3 separate regions of the Mus musculus genome follow, and regions 1 and 2 are each linked to region 3. The links are chromatin contacts, called in public Hi-C maps. All regions are on one chromosome and are shown on one strand. Each heading gives the region's core, a stretch centred on a gene start, on an enhancer-like site or on the middle of the called end of the contact. The rest is flanking DNA. Distances are from core to core; before and after follow the strand shown.

The links. A called contact is a pair of places that touch in the nucleus more often than the background predicts.
Region 1: a Hi-C map of cortical neurons shows a contact between it and region 3, with 2.7 times the contacts expected there. The contact joins two enhancer-like sites. A contact is called at or near these places in 5 of 484 Hi-C or Micro-C datasets (brain, cerebellum, cortical neurons and 2 more), 7 of 115 datasets of contacts at active chromatin or transcription factors (embryonic basal ganglia, embryonic forebrain, embryonic hindbrain and 4 more) and 1 of 9 other capture datasets (pancreatic islet).
Region 2: a contact with region 3 is called in a Hi-C map of cortical neurons, with 3 times the contacts expected there. The contact joins the promoter of C1qtnf1 here to the enhancer-like site in region 3. A contact is called at or near these places in 6 of 484 Hi-C or Micro-C datasets (cortical neurons and embryonic stem cells), 1 of 115 datasets of contacts at active chromatin or transcription factors (embryonic hindbrain) and 2 of 9 other capture datasets (adipose tissue and pancreatic islet).

What each region holds. Positions count from the first base shown.
Region 1 is chr11:118,713,474-118,718,047 of GRCm38.p6, forward strand. The region is part of intron 2 of Rbfox3 (RNA binding protein, fox-1 homolog (C. elegans) 3); the gene reads right to left. Among named protein-coding and RNA genes, the nearest start is that of Gm11750, 70 kb to the right of the region's middle. Within about 2 kb of position 1,553, at least 4 of the 459 cell types and tissues checked have an H3K27ac peak or open chromatin away from gene starts, as enhancers often do. A contact at or near this core is called in cortical neurons, where this site is marked.
Region 2 is chr11:118,425,900-118,430,592 of GRCm38.p6, forward strand. C1qtnf1 (C1q and tumor necrosis factor related protein 1) reads left to right here and starts at 2,558. Exons shown (of 4, transcript NM_001204129.1): 1 at 2,558-2,669. It overlaps Gm35598 (a long non-coding RNA gene), which reads right to left and starts at 2,462. Exons shown (of 3, transcript XR_880340.2): 1 at 2,235-2,462.
Region 3 is chr11:118,567,444-118,572,142 of GRCm38.p6, forward strand. The region is part of intron 4 of Rbfox3 (RNA binding protein, fox-1 homolog (C. elegans) 3); the gene reads right to left. Among named protein-coding and RNA genes, the nearest start is that of Engase, 93 kb to the left of the region's middle. Within about 2 kb of position 2,463, at least 37 of the 459 cell types and tissues checked have an H3K27ac peak or open chromatin away from gene starts, as enhancers often do. A contact at or near this core is called in cortical neurons, where this site is marked.

The DNA of each region.
Region 1 (4,574 bases), core at 303-2,802, 150 kb after region 3:
TGGACATGAGGTGGGCATTAGAGTTACCTCTGAAGCTAGAGTGCCTGTGCCAGGCACAGAGTCACATGTTGCAGACAGGGTCTCCAGGGCTAGGAAGCTGGGGAGACTGAGTGGGGAGGAACATCCACTTGATGGTAGGTAACACAAGAAATGTCACTCAGTCTCCCACCAGGAGGCTCTAGAGGGATGAAAAGCCTTTCTGAGGTTGGCATATGCAGAAGGAACCAACCCTTGGCTGACATTTTAGGTGCATATGCAGAAGACCCAGAGCATTCCCACAAGAGCAGACATGTTGTGACCAGAGAAGCCCAGGATAGTAGTAACTGCAGTATCCAGGGGCAGGCTAGCATTTGCCAGACTTTTCCATAAGATACTGACTCTATACACAGAGATGGAGGCATGGCCACGTCTCACCTCACCTGAGCCTGGCACCAATGGAATGAAAAGTCATTTCAGGCTACCTCTTCTCCACCCCACCCCCAGCTCATACTCCAGACCCAGGCTCTCCTGGGCTTTCCCTAAAAACCCATGTGTACAGCATGCCCAAGCAAGACTCAGTCACCCTTTCCTGTCCCTGTTCTCACCTCCCTAGGGGCTCTCTGCAAACAGTACCCTTTCTCCAAGTCACTCAGCTCGAGATCTGGACGTCACCAATCTGTTTCCCCGTTACCAGAAATTCAAACACCAGCATAGCCACGGGAGCTCCACAGCACACCGGCACCTCTGAGATGGAACCCAGAGCAAAACAGACAGTAGGGAACAGGAGAATAAAGCATAAAGTAAGACCAACAGGATTTAATACACTGAAGATTGGGGACCCGCGGAGGCTTGTCTTGTGTTTTCTGTGGAGGACCTTGACCACACCCCTCTTCCCTGAGCGCACTTATTCCTTCTTTGCACATGTGTGCACGCATCTTATCTCTGAAGGAATTTTTAGCCCCTGGGTCCTTTTAACCCCTTTCAAAGCAATCACACTGGCTCCTGTTACTCTCTCATCCTGATACGAACAAACTCATGGTTCCAGCAGAGGTTCAAGGCCACCGTTGCTCCCAGGAAGCAGGAAGAATGACGTCCGCTTGGAAGGTAAGAGGACAGACTCTGCGTGGAGATCTACTGGGAGCAAATGAAGGAGAGAGCTGTCTGGGCAGCAAGAACCGCAAAACGGAACCGTTAAAGAATAAAACTCATTAAATGCTCGTGATAACACTTTATTTTAATGGTACATTTAATTCATACTTAATTCCAGCGGTGCTCTAGCGCGGCCCCGGTGCTCCCACACGCACGCCAGATAAATGGATTATAGCAAGCGAGCAGACAATGGGTACCCGCCGAAGCCAGCTCCTCGGCAGCAGGTGAAAAATGTCTGAGCAGAATATATTTCCCATGTATGAACCAGCGGCACATTTGACAACACCTTCTGCAGAAATAAAGCTAAAGGAACAGATCTTCCCCACCCCTGACAACGCGGATTAAACAGTTCTACCCTATGCTCCGCTTACGACTCAGAGCTGAGTTAGAACTCCTTGGACTCTCTGTAAAGGGAGCAGAAGCTCTGGGCTGCAGAGCCTGCCAAGGTAAACACGGGGAGCTAGAAAGAGGGCTACAGCCTCACCTCCAGGAGCCCTGTCACCATGGAGATGGGAACCTTCTGGGTACCACCCTCTTGCACCCGAGAGCCTCGGCATCACTGAATGCCACACAGTTCTGCACAGCACAACCCTGATCAGGACCAACATGAGGACAGCGGCAAACAAGGCAACCCCATCTCTCAGTAACACCCCAGAGTGGCTTGGATGAGCTGCAGGCTCTCCTGCTTAGTCTGAAAAGGAGCCAGGCTGAACTATGCCCCTGTGCCAACTCGGTGTGGTGGAAAGCACTGAGGTACAGCTTAAAGGTCCAACAGCCCAAGCACCACCCACACTAGCTAGATAGCTGATGGACAGGAGGAAGCCTTGTAAGGAGTCTGCTATCCAAGCTGGGACCAGGTACAACACGTGTCCAGTACTGGACAAGCACTGTCCAGGTACAGCGGATGTCTCACCCAGCCCAGGGTACATTGTGAAGTGCACTGCACAGCCTGTGCTTCCCTGTCAGCAGTGGGAGGTCTTGGCTCTTCTTTTCCTAAGGTCTCCCTCCCACACCGTCAGATTATGTATTTGATTTTAAAGGACTGACTGGGTGTGGACTCTGGTGGCTAAAACCTGCTCTGAAAGGGAGCCATGCTTGTGTAGCATAGAGTGCCAACGTCACACCTCAATCTTTCAAAGTCAGGGTCCCCAGAGCCTGAGAAATCAAAGCATCATGAATAGAGTACCACTCTGCAGCTCCAACCGTCTGCAGGGGGCAGAGCCTGGCCCTAACATTGCAAAGCTTTATTGATGTCTCCCTTGCAAGCAGTCGATACTGGCCTGCTGCACCAGCGCCTGGCACCTGCTCAAGTAAAGCAGGACGGATGCAGGGACCCGGTGTGACAGAGGAGCTGGCCTGGGTCACCACCCCAGGGACAGCCTTGCTGTAGTGGACAACATGACTACCCACCCAGATCCTTCATGGAGGGGCGCTCCACACCAGCAGTGGGAACCGGATTTGGTTGGCATTTCTCGCTAAGCCCTTCCCTGGGCATTGTGCTTGCAAAAAACATTTGCTTACAAAGTTTAGGGTAACCATTTCCCATGACAGGTGAGTGAGAGGGCGTGTAGGCTGCACTCTCGCTCCTTCTGTCTCCAGAGCTCCCACAGAGCATCCTCTGTGTCCAGTGTTGTGATATTACTGCAGAACCCTTCCTTTCTTCCTGATTCTGCTGCCTGGCAGGCATGGTCTCAGGCCACCTCCTGTGAAGCAGCTCCCTGTAGGAGCTGAACCCATACAGGCCCCCTTCCTATAACTCCTCCCCTTCCTCCTCCCGCCCCCCCCCCCCCCCCCGTTCCTCTCCTATCTCCTGAGTTTCACCTCCAGCTTAACCCCTGTTTCTCATTCCTGTTGGGAGACCTGTGTACTTGTTTGCCAATGCCTTAGGAGTTCCATGAAAGGGCTCTAGACTACCACACTAGGAGGGACACAGAAGGCTCACACCAAACAGAAGGCAGCACTTTTCCCTGACTCAGGGCCTAGGCTGTGCTGGTAAGATTTACCCAGCATGCATAACTCACCATGTCTTCCACCTTCCTGCCCCACAATCTGGGGGAAACGGGTGGTCCTCACCTTCCTTGCTCCCTCCACGGAGTAGAAGCAGGATAAATGCTCACGTCGTTGGGTGGGACAAGACACTCTTCCTAGGAGTCTCAGCAGCACCCTAGACTCTTGTGGGCAGCACATGGTGCAGGAGTAGCCCACCTAGGGAGACACTGTCAGCCAGCCATCCCTATGAAATCAGGCCCCTGTGAGTTGCCAGTGAATATCCACTGCAGGTGGCTTCCTGCTGCCCGTTGCTGGTACTTATGGACCTGGCTTCCATACAGGGGGAGGAAGAATTACCCACAGTCACAGTCTCACACACACAGCACAGGTGTGGAGGCGCCTGGAATTCCTGCAGGAGCGGCTTGCCTCATCGAGATTAGTCCCCGGTGCAATCTGAGCTCATTTCCTATGAATGAGGAACGTGGGACAAAGCACGCTGCCTGTCCTCTGAGGTTCTAGCGATGCTGATTTCGGTTTGTTATTTTAACTCTCTTTATTTTTTAGATTTGTGTTCATGAGTGTTTTGCCTGCATGTATCTAAGTACCCCATGGAGGCAAGAAGAGGGTGTCCAGTTCTTGGAAATGGACTTACAGGGAGTTGTGAGGTGCCACATGTATGCTAGAGACCAAACCCAGGTTCTCAGCAAGAGCCATCTTAAACACTGGGCCATCTTTAGCCTGTATCAGTGCTCTTGAATAGCATCCCTTTCCCAGCCTGCCTTGGTCTCCAGAACTGTTGCCTCTTCCATAATCAGGGGAAGCCACAAAGACAGGAGTGCTCCACATGGGAAGGGGGAGATTTCCCTGTCTGGACTTCACAAAGCTGTCCCTGTCCAGTATGGGGTTATGGGGCCCAGGAAGCAAGCTTTGAAGCCACACCGCTGTGCTCTGCGTCCCTTTGAGGTTTCTCTGTGCATCTGCATCCCTGGGGTTTCCTAGTTCATCCCGCCTGTGTTTAAAGATGGGAAACAGAGCATGCCAGGATGCCACGTTTGGCCTCATTGGTATGTGATGTCTGACTCTTGAATTCTGGCTTCATCTCCCATGCAGGATGACTTAGGAGCCCACCCACAGGTCTCAGAATGAATGGCGCCACTCTGCAGGGATACTGCTGGAACTGGTCTGACTTGGTCGCAAGCAGCAGTTCATGTGAGCACTCACACTTCAGCCCAGCTGGCAGTTTCTCAGCCCTGTGGTCAGCAACCTCAGCTGGTCTCCAGGTTTGGAATGCTGCCCTTTAAAATCACAAGGGAATAATAAAAACCATAGGGTCAAATATGCTCCCATCTATCCAGGAAGTCGTTGGGTAAACTTCAACTAATAGTTTAAAGGAGCCCAGGGCTCACGGAAGTTGGCATACAGCAGTGTCCTGACTGCAGTAGCAATGGCATGGTGTG
Region 2 (4,693 bases), core at 1,308-3,807, 140 kb before region 3:
ATAGTACAATGTGACTTGAACTGTCCTGAAACCACATGACCTTCATGTATTGCCCTGAAGAATGGTCAGGGCTGCTCCAGGTCCCCTGCATTAGCCGCTTTCTGGGAAATCTCCATCTCACTCTGGTTCATCTGGCCCAGTTGATTCCAGATTAGAGACACCGAGTCCAGCTTGGCTTTGTCCATGAGGCACCAATCCTGTGAGTTTGGAAACCAGTTGGGTGGATGCAGAACTTCCTGTTGGAATGAGCCAGCTGCGGAGTTGACCATCATCTGGTGAATCTCTAAACCTTTCTTCTGCTTTTGACCCCCAGGTTGGCATCTCAGAATTACATTAGAGAGTGCTGCTTTCCCAACCTCCATCCTAAATCCATCTTGGGTGTGTGTGTCCCTCTCCTGAGTCACATGCCCAACTGTATGAATCCTGCTGTACTGCTCTGAGCCAGGTTTTCACTAAGCTGAGTCTTCTGGGTGGGACCATGATAAAAAGCAATGCTGCATTCTCTCCTCACAAGATTTCCAAGACTCTTTGTTGACCCTGCAGCAGCCCTGGACAGGGGGTGTGGGGTTAAGGGTCCCTCTTGCTTCTGCTGCCTGCTCTCCCTGGCATCTCTACTGTGAAAGATGTTGGGGACAGAGAGACAAGGGACAGGCTGGGTCCATGTGCTGGGTGGGAAGCGGCATGTCACTTACAGGAATGAGGGGAATCTTGTCTTTGCCTTTTCCTATATAGATAACCAAGGATGCAATTTGCTCAGTCTTAGATATTTGCCAAGCAACAGGAACTCTCCTCAGGGCTGCTAGGTTGGGGCTGGCCACATCTCTGGTGGAACACATCTATGTATTCTTGAAGGCGTCCTTAAGTGCTCCGCCGGGTACCAGAGGGCCAGCAATGTCTTTCCTTCTCATGAGTTGGCACTTGGATTTGGAATTTCTGGAGAAGCCTGTGGGAATTCACAGACTTCTGCCTGACGTCAAATCCTCCCTCTTCTCCTTCCATCCTGGGCCATTCTGGGATTTGACGTCTGCCTTTCTATGCCCAGCCTTGGGAGGAGATGATGGGGGCACTGGCTTGCACCCCTTCTCTTCCCCTTTCGATTCTGTTGGCCCTTCTTTATGCTGGCACAGCAAAGAGTAGAAAAGTGCAGCCTGTTTGTTTTGCCTGGGCTATCCCAAACCAGCATCTCCTGCCTAGAGAGAGGAGGGAGGAAAGGAGGGGTGGGAGGGGGAGGAAGGGTGGGGAGGGGAGGCAGAGAGGGGAAGGAAAGAGGGAGGGAGAAAAAGAGGAGAGAGGAAGGGGTAAAGGGAGAAAAATGGAGAGAGGGAGAGAAGGGGAAGGGAGAAGGGGGGGAGATGGGGGGAGAGAAAGAGGGAGGAGGGAGAAAGGGGGAGAGGGAGGAGAAAAGAAAGGGGAGAGGAAGAGGGGGAGAAGGGGGGAGAGAGGGGGAGAGGGAGGGGGAGGGAGAAGGCGCTCTCAGAGTCTGATGTCACCAGGGTAGTTTCATATCTCAGTTCAGATCCTCTCTCTTTTAGAGTTGTAATAAGATCCCAGAGCAAGCTTTCTGACTCAGTGTTTGGGGATGGAGGCTAGGAGGGACTGATCTGTAGAAGCCTGGGACATGATCCCCACAGGAGGAGACTCACGAGGGCATGTGTGTAAGATTAAGGAATGTCCAGAGCAGAGTGCTGGCCCAGCACCACACTCCAGGGCTTCACTGGAGGACCTGGACCCTCCAGATGCTGCCTGCCCACCTTTGCCTCATAGGGTTCTCTAGACTCTTAGCAACTGAGTGATCCCCTTCCAATACATACTTGCATGAACACACAACCTGCCATTTTGCTACAAAGGAATCATGGATACCAAATTTACCCTCGGTCCCTGGAGTACAAGTAGCCCTGATGGCAAGGGTCTCAGATGGGACCACTGCTGGGACTCACACACCTAAATCAATGCTCCTACCACCAATTGAGATTCTCTGCCTTTTTGCAGGTCTCTGTCCTGCATGGAATATCCTCGTCCTGGGCTCACAGCCACCTTCACATCTGGAAAGACCTCTAGATAAACAGAAGCGTCCACCTCCATCCCCTTCTAGCCTGTGCCAGCTCCCTGGGGCGTCCAGAAGTAGGGACAGCCAGTCAGCCAGCCAGCCAGCCGGGCACACACACAGTTAATTCTTGGCGGCTGCTGTTTGGATAGAAAGCACTAGGAGCGGTCTAGGCTCCTCCACAACTCACATCTGGCTGGGGTTGGCGCTTTGTATTGGTCCCTCTTTCTTCCTCTCTTCCTCTACTTCTGAGAGAAACCACGTTTCCGTTTCTGGCCAAAGAGACCTTGGAGGCAGCTGAGGAGATAAAGGTGTTGGGACTGCTGTGCCTTGCACCTCCCCCTTTCCTCCTCCTTAAGTGTTTCCCCCTGGGGGACTTTTTTCTCCCTCGGGCTCTCTCTCTCTCTCTCTCTCTCTCTCTCTCTCTCTCTCTCTCTCTCTCTCTCTCTCTCTCTCTCTCTCTCTCCCTCCCTCCCTCTCTCTCTCTCTGCTTTGACACGTCTGTGCTTCCCCTCCTGACCTAGCCTAGAAGGCTCAGCCCCTGGGAGATGCTCTAAGAGACGCCTCCCCGAGAGCCCTGAGAGGCTGGAGGATTTCATTGCACAGCCGGCTCAGCTGGAAGGAGGTAGGTGGCTTGGACAGACCGGGAAGGACTCCCATGCCTCTGAGCTCCGTCTTCGTGGCTTCATCTGGGTGCCCAGGCGTGACTGAGTAGACGCTTTCTCTGGAGTGAGATGTGATGTGGACTTACAGCAAAGGGGCAGACAGAGCAGGGCAGAAGTTTTGGGGACAGCATTGAGTTATTCTTGCTAATTCCCCCTGCACAGATTGGCTGTGCAGAGAGGCAGCTTGTTGGGGCTCCCTGGAGCGTGCAGGGGGCGGGCTCTTTAGCGGGTAGGATGCTGACAGGACCAACTATGCATTCTTCCACTGTTTTGTGGGGTGTCTCTCTTTTACCCGGATGCTCTTTAGAGGGTGTGGAAGGAGAAAGAGCAGCTCTGTTCCCAGCTTGTGCCACCCCATGCCTGTCCGTATCACCTGGGACAGCTAGGATCAGGTCTGTCCCATCTGTCAGTGGTCAGCTGGAACCCCAACACTGAACAGGAAGTGTGGACTCTGGCCCCTTCTTCTAACAGCCTCGCTGTTCCTGGAGGACATCCAGTTTGGGCAGGAAAAAACAAATATCCCTTCTCCTTGGACCTTCCTGGGAAGGAAAAAAGCTGCCTATGGTGCTAAGAGTAGCCCTGAGCTAGGGCTGGCTGCAGACTCTAAGATGCCCCAGGACCTTTGTTCAGCCTGTGTCCACCTAGACTCACAAGTCTGGGCATCTCTGTGGGTGAAGATGTAACTTACAGGTTAACCTGAGTCCCACCCCATCTATTCATGCACCCACCCAGGCTGCTCCCTGCCCTGGAGAGCCTCCTCCCATCCAGCTACTCCTGGCTCCACCCTTGTCTCTGGGAAGGGTGAGAGGGAGCTGCCTCTCCGACTCCTTCTGTTCCTGTGACCTGTTTCTTGGAATGGAGACCACAGAACATGATTCTTCAGCTTTGACAACAGGGTTCGGCATGTGGATCAGACGCAGGGTGTGTAGTGCCTAGCGTGTGAAAGGTCAGGGGTTGCTTCTCCAGTACTGGAAACAGCCACAACCAAATACCAACTTTAATTTTCACGGAATATGTTGGCTCAAGACTGTGAGGCAGAAAGGCTGCGGCTAGCCTGAGCCTAGCCTGAGCCATCCTGAGCCAGACAGCATGGTCTGACAGAGACCATGAGTGAGATGCAGTTTCAAAGTAACCAAAGGAAAATAGAGTGAGATGCAGTTTCAAAGTAACCAAAGGAAAATAGAGTGAGATGCAGTTTCAAAGTAACCAAATGAAAAGGAAAACAACAATGAAAAAAAAAAAAAAAGGAAAAACTGAGAAATGTCATTGGGATCCCCCTGGGAGTGAGTGACGTCCTTAGAAACTGCCGACTCTGCTTTTTATAGTGCAACAACTGTGTGCTGCCTGCACAGGAGTGTGAGAGGAGTTGTGTATTCTCTACCAGGCCCCTCCAGTGCTCACTGGAGAGGAGGGAAACCTGCAGAGGGAACCAGAGGGCTGAGAACAAGGGAACCTCGGTGCCCCCTGTGTCTCACAGCTCTGCCTAAGGACCTACCTGGCCCAGGCCCTGCAGCCTACCAGGAAGCATCCCAGCTAAATAGTGTCTTCCCTCCCCGGGGCTCAACTTGGATTCTCTGCCCAGGCAGGAGACACCAAGCTTTTGAACTGTCCCATCTTATTTCCTAGAAACTCACACTCCCTGCTTGCCCCCCACTGCGGAGAACTCAAAATAGATGTTCTGAGGTTCATGGATAGCCAGGAGCCCCTCCCCCTGGGAGGAGGCAGGCCCTACCGGCTGTCCTGTCCTGGAGGGTGAAGGCAGTGACTGCTCATTCCTGGCTGTAACCTCCCTATTCAGAGCAACCAGCACAGCATTAATTTTTTTCTGAACACACTCCTTTCTGTTATTCTTCCCGGTGCCCGGCCCTCCACCCCCCCCCCTCTTCATAATTAGCATGACTCATAAACCAAGTATTCTGGCATTGAACTTCATCCATCAAAACAAAGATGAAAAGAATTTCGTAGAAACTATGGGTTCACTTGG
Region 3 (4,699 bases), core at 1,213-3,712:
TGCAACCCTTGCTGGTGGATTAACCTCCACCCAAAGCGCACGTCTGACCCACCGAGCCAACGGTCAAGCTCCGAGCCTTTCTTCATCTCACCTCGTCTCTTGCATCCCGAGGAGGGTGCTCAAGGAAGACACAGGTGAGTTCCGCGAGGCCTCTTGCCCAAGACAGCACAACCACTAAGCAAGCCATGGACCTTTACTTCAAACCCTTCACACGGATCCTCTTCCCCTATCCTGGGGTTCTGATGCCAGGGGTGTCCAGGTTGTTCCTGCCCACGGCAGCTGGGTGCGAGGAGGAGGGGCAATCCTTGCACCTTCAAGTGGTCTCATCCGACCGACAGAAGCACACACACGTTATCTGGCCACATTACAGAGTCTCCAAATGACCCGGGTGTTGCTGGGAATTCAGAAGGCTTAGAAAGCTGCCCATTGAGGACCCTCACTGAGCTCTGACTCTGGGGATGACGTGGTGAACTGGCCGGTGGGTCTGAGGCTCTCAGAGGCTCTTGTGTTACAATCCAGGAAGCCTCAAATGTCACAGGTGGTCCTAGGAAGGTGAGACCCAGAGCCCAAGGCTCTGGCAATAGGCCACCTTCTGTTCCTAATCACTGTGCAGGCTCCTGTCTCTCCCTCTGCAGCGGCCAAGATGTTTGGTAATCCTTAGCGCAGACAAGGGACCCTGGTGCATGGGTGGCCCAGATGCTCAGCAGCCCAGGGTTGATAGCCCTGGGTCAGGTTCTGGGGGGTCTATCTTTACCATATTCATGTTTTCTCTTACACAACCTCCTGAGATTCCCTGGAGAGTTAATGGAGGGGCATGACAGATAAGCGCTCCTCCTACCCAAAATGACTAGCCTGAGTCTCCACAAAACCTCCAATGGAGGCCAAGAAATAAACCTCTTCATTTCCAGTCAGCTGTGCACCCAGCTGCTGTTTCTTCATAGTCTGATCCTGACTCTGACCCTAACCAGCTTCTTGTGTGGGCACCCTGTCCCTCAGCCTCTCTCCTTCACACTAGCCCACTTCAGAAGGGGGTCCTATGGGAACCCTCTAACTGGGCTGAGCAAAGGAACAGAGACAGACAGCCGGAAGTTCTTAGGATCTCAGGCCTCCCCCTAGAAGCTACCCATTTATGTGGGTATACCAGAGGGCTGAGGTGTGAATTCACAACAGGGTAGCCCCAAGAGCATGGGGAGACAGGCCAGAGGTGTGGGCAGCCCTGGTGGGTGAGGCCAGAGTACTGCAGCCTCAGGACAGCTGTGGCCAAGCTGGCACCCAGAATCTTAACCTGGAGGGCCTGAGGGAGCCCAGGGAATCCCCTTTCTCTCCCTAGTGCAGGCCTGGCGCCCCCACCCCCCCATCCCGCACGGATTCCGCATTGGGTGGGATCGCAGGACCCCGCCCCCTGCGCCTCTGGCCAGCTGGCAGGCGGAAGCTGAGACTCTGCGCGCACCTCCCTAGGGGGCATCCTGGGGATGTAGGGGCTCCTAACCGCATGGTTTACTGTCCCTAAAAGCCTGCCAGCCTGAGATTCCTGCCCAGTAGACTGAAAAAGTCCAGCACAAGCCCCCTCCTGAGTCTGAGCTTCAAGGCCTAGCTTCTCTGTCCCACAGGCAGGTGGCCTGCCTCCCCAGAGGCCCGGTGCGCGGTCCGCGCTGCAGCACAGCCGTGCTCCCCAGCCGCCACCTCCCCGCGGCCCCTGGGCTTGCGCGACTCGGCCGAGAAAGGAGCCTGGCTACCCGTCTCCGAGTCCTCCGCGTCTCGGCACGAAGTTCCCCAAAGTAACCGGGTGTCCAGAACCCCTGCATCCTACCTTTGGGCTTCCCCCGAGACTCCGCCCGCCGCCCCCTCCCGCGCCTTTGAAAAAGTTGCGAGCGAAGCCCCAAACTACAGTCAGCCCCCCGACCCGGTACCGCTCGCGCCCCAGGCGCCCCCACGCTCCTCTGCCACTCAGGGGCGCAGTTCCCCCAACCCCAGCCCGGGCGCCATGACGCGAGGAGAGTCGCGGGGCCACCAGCGGCGGCGCGGAGGCGGCCAAGTGCGGGGCGTGGGCGGCGGCGCGGGGCGCACGTGCGCGGGACCGGGGGGCGCTCGGGCCGGGGGCGCTTACCTGTTGGAGGTAGAGGAAAGCGGGCGGGCATGGCACGGAGTGCGGGAGCATGCTGCCGGAGTTGGACAGCAGGAGGCAGCCCGAGTTCGCCATGGAGCACAGCATGGGGCGTCAGGGGGGCGCCCGGCGGCCGAGGCGGCTCTGCGCTCGCTGCGTCCCTCGGTGTGTGCGCGCGCCCTGCCTCCCGGGCGCCCTCCCGGTCTCTCCTCCTCCGGGCCTCCCCTCCCCCGCTTGGCGCTCGTTAGGAGGGAGGCATGGAAAGGGGAGCGGCGCGCCTCTGCCAGGGGCTGCCCCTGTCCGGGGCGGGGAGGCTTGAGAGCGCGCGCGAGAAGATGGAAAGAGGATGGATGCGCTGCGCGAGAGGATGGATGCGGGGAGAGGGGAGCCAGTCACTTTGGAGCCACCGGAGCCCTGTCTGCAAAGAGTGGTGCGTGTGCGTGTGTGAGTGTGCGCGTGTGCGCGCGTGTGTAGCGGTGGGAGGGGGAGTCCCTGGCGTACTCCAACATCAAACGGAGCCCCGCGCTTGGGGGAGAGAACCCGGCCTACGGCACCACTGCCGGTCCCGCACTTAACCCCTCGCCCGCCGTCCTGCGCCGGGCCGCTAGCCCTAGAACCCCTCCCGCGGGCCCTGCGCTCCCCTCCTCTGCCGGCGCGCAGCCTCTGCTCCCGGCGGCGGTAGGGTCTGGGACCTCCGTTGGCCCCCGATGGTCTAGGCTGCGGTGGAGAGGACAGTCTCTGCGGCCCACCGACCGGAAGGCGCTCGTTCTGCCTGCTTCAGAGAAGCGCCTCTCCTGAGGGAGGCCGGCTCCGCGGCGGGGAAGTCGGTGATGTAATGAGGGCATCTACGCAGAGGCTTCCGTGCTGGGAAGGCTTTTCCAGCTGCTCAGTGCCCAGAAGCCCAGCCAGAGCCCTCCGAGAGTCTCTCTTGCCCCTCTGTTGGCCTCTAGGCCCCATGAGACACCTCAACAGCCTGCCGCAGGCTTAGAATCCTGTGGATACTTAATATGGGGGTGGGCAACGAGGAACAGTGGCCATCGGGTACCCTTCCTGCCCCATCGTCAAATGTGCTGAATTTGGTGTGCACACTCCAGGCCTCAGAGATCACAGCACCCACTTTTTGGCTTCAGGCAGTGCTGGACAGAGGCCTTGGTTTGCCCCTCATAGCACCACTGCAGCCTGCCCGCATACACCCGCAGCTTTACAGCCACACACATCCGGGCCTGCGCCCCTCACATTCAGTTTTACCAAGACAAGCCACAGGTGAGCCCAGCTCCGAGTGAACTGTCTCCCACTGCCACTGTGAGAGGCAGCCCCAGGGGGCACGTGCACAGCCTCGCAGCCTACTGACATATACCACGTCCAAGAAGGGGCACCGCCAGGTACCACGTACAGCGGCTGTGGAACTCGGCTGCTGTGGAACTCAACAGCTTTACCCAGGCTCTGCCCTTGGAAGATGACTGGCTTGCTAGTTTACATGGGGTCCTCTAAAATGTTGTGTGAGCTCACTGAAGTTGTTTGTTGTCCCTGGGCTTCCCCCCCCCCCCTTTCAGACTTAGAGGTCAGGTCGGTTGATTATCGCCCCTACTGTGTAGCACATGGAGGACCGGTGTCAGAAGATGCATGGCTGAGTGTGGTCTCCCTCCAGGCACTGCCTGGGAAGTGACATTGCACAACTTGGATGGCCTCTTGTCAGGCATCCCTGACCCCCACACTCACTGCTACACACCCTGCAATTGACCTTCCCCTGAGAAGGAAGACTGGGAGGAGAGTAGCCAGGCAGCAGAGAGACCAGAGACAGGCAGCTGGTGGCTTACATTCACCTCCCCTTTCTCTTGCATTTCTCTGGAATGCTTTTGGGGTAGCTTAGGCGGAATGTGGGTTATGGACGTTCTCAGGCCACTTTTGTCTTCGTCAAGGGATAGGTCACTGTTTTGATCTCCCAGGCCTGGATAGTGGCAGGATAGCCTCAGCACCAAGGACTGGCACCTCTAGGGCATGATGCTTACAGCCACTTCTGTGAGCTGAGACCTTGGAGGCTGCCCCGCTGCTGATGCAGTGCCTAGAGTGGGTTTGGCTATTTCAGGACGATATACCAGTCCCCCTCCTGTTTCCACAGCCTGCTGTTTTACTGTCCTGTTTTACACCTGTCTGTCCTCTCAGAGTGGCTTTCAGTCAGCACTCCCTGCCCAGCAGGGAACTTGGGCAGCCAGGAGGGTTCACCCAGCGCTCCAGGCAGACCACCATGCAGCCACTGTCTGGGGAAGGAGCTATTGAACTAAATCATCTTTCCTGGAGTGAGCTCACGGTCTAGTGTGGAACCCAAATCTGCAGCCCAACAGCCACGAACACCAGGCCAGGGAAGCCTCCGCCTCCACCAGCCAGCCCACCACGTGCAGGCTCGCTGGGAGACGTGAAAAAGAATTAAATGAAATCTCCAGAAAGAGTTTGAACAGTGTGATTGTCTGACTTATTTCTTGGGACAAGGGCTGTGTGTCTGCTACCTGTCATATGCGCTGCAAGATCCATGTCACTTCCAAAACAAGCCAGTTACTGAATTCCACTGACCCCGTTCTAAGGGAGGTTGTTGCTGAG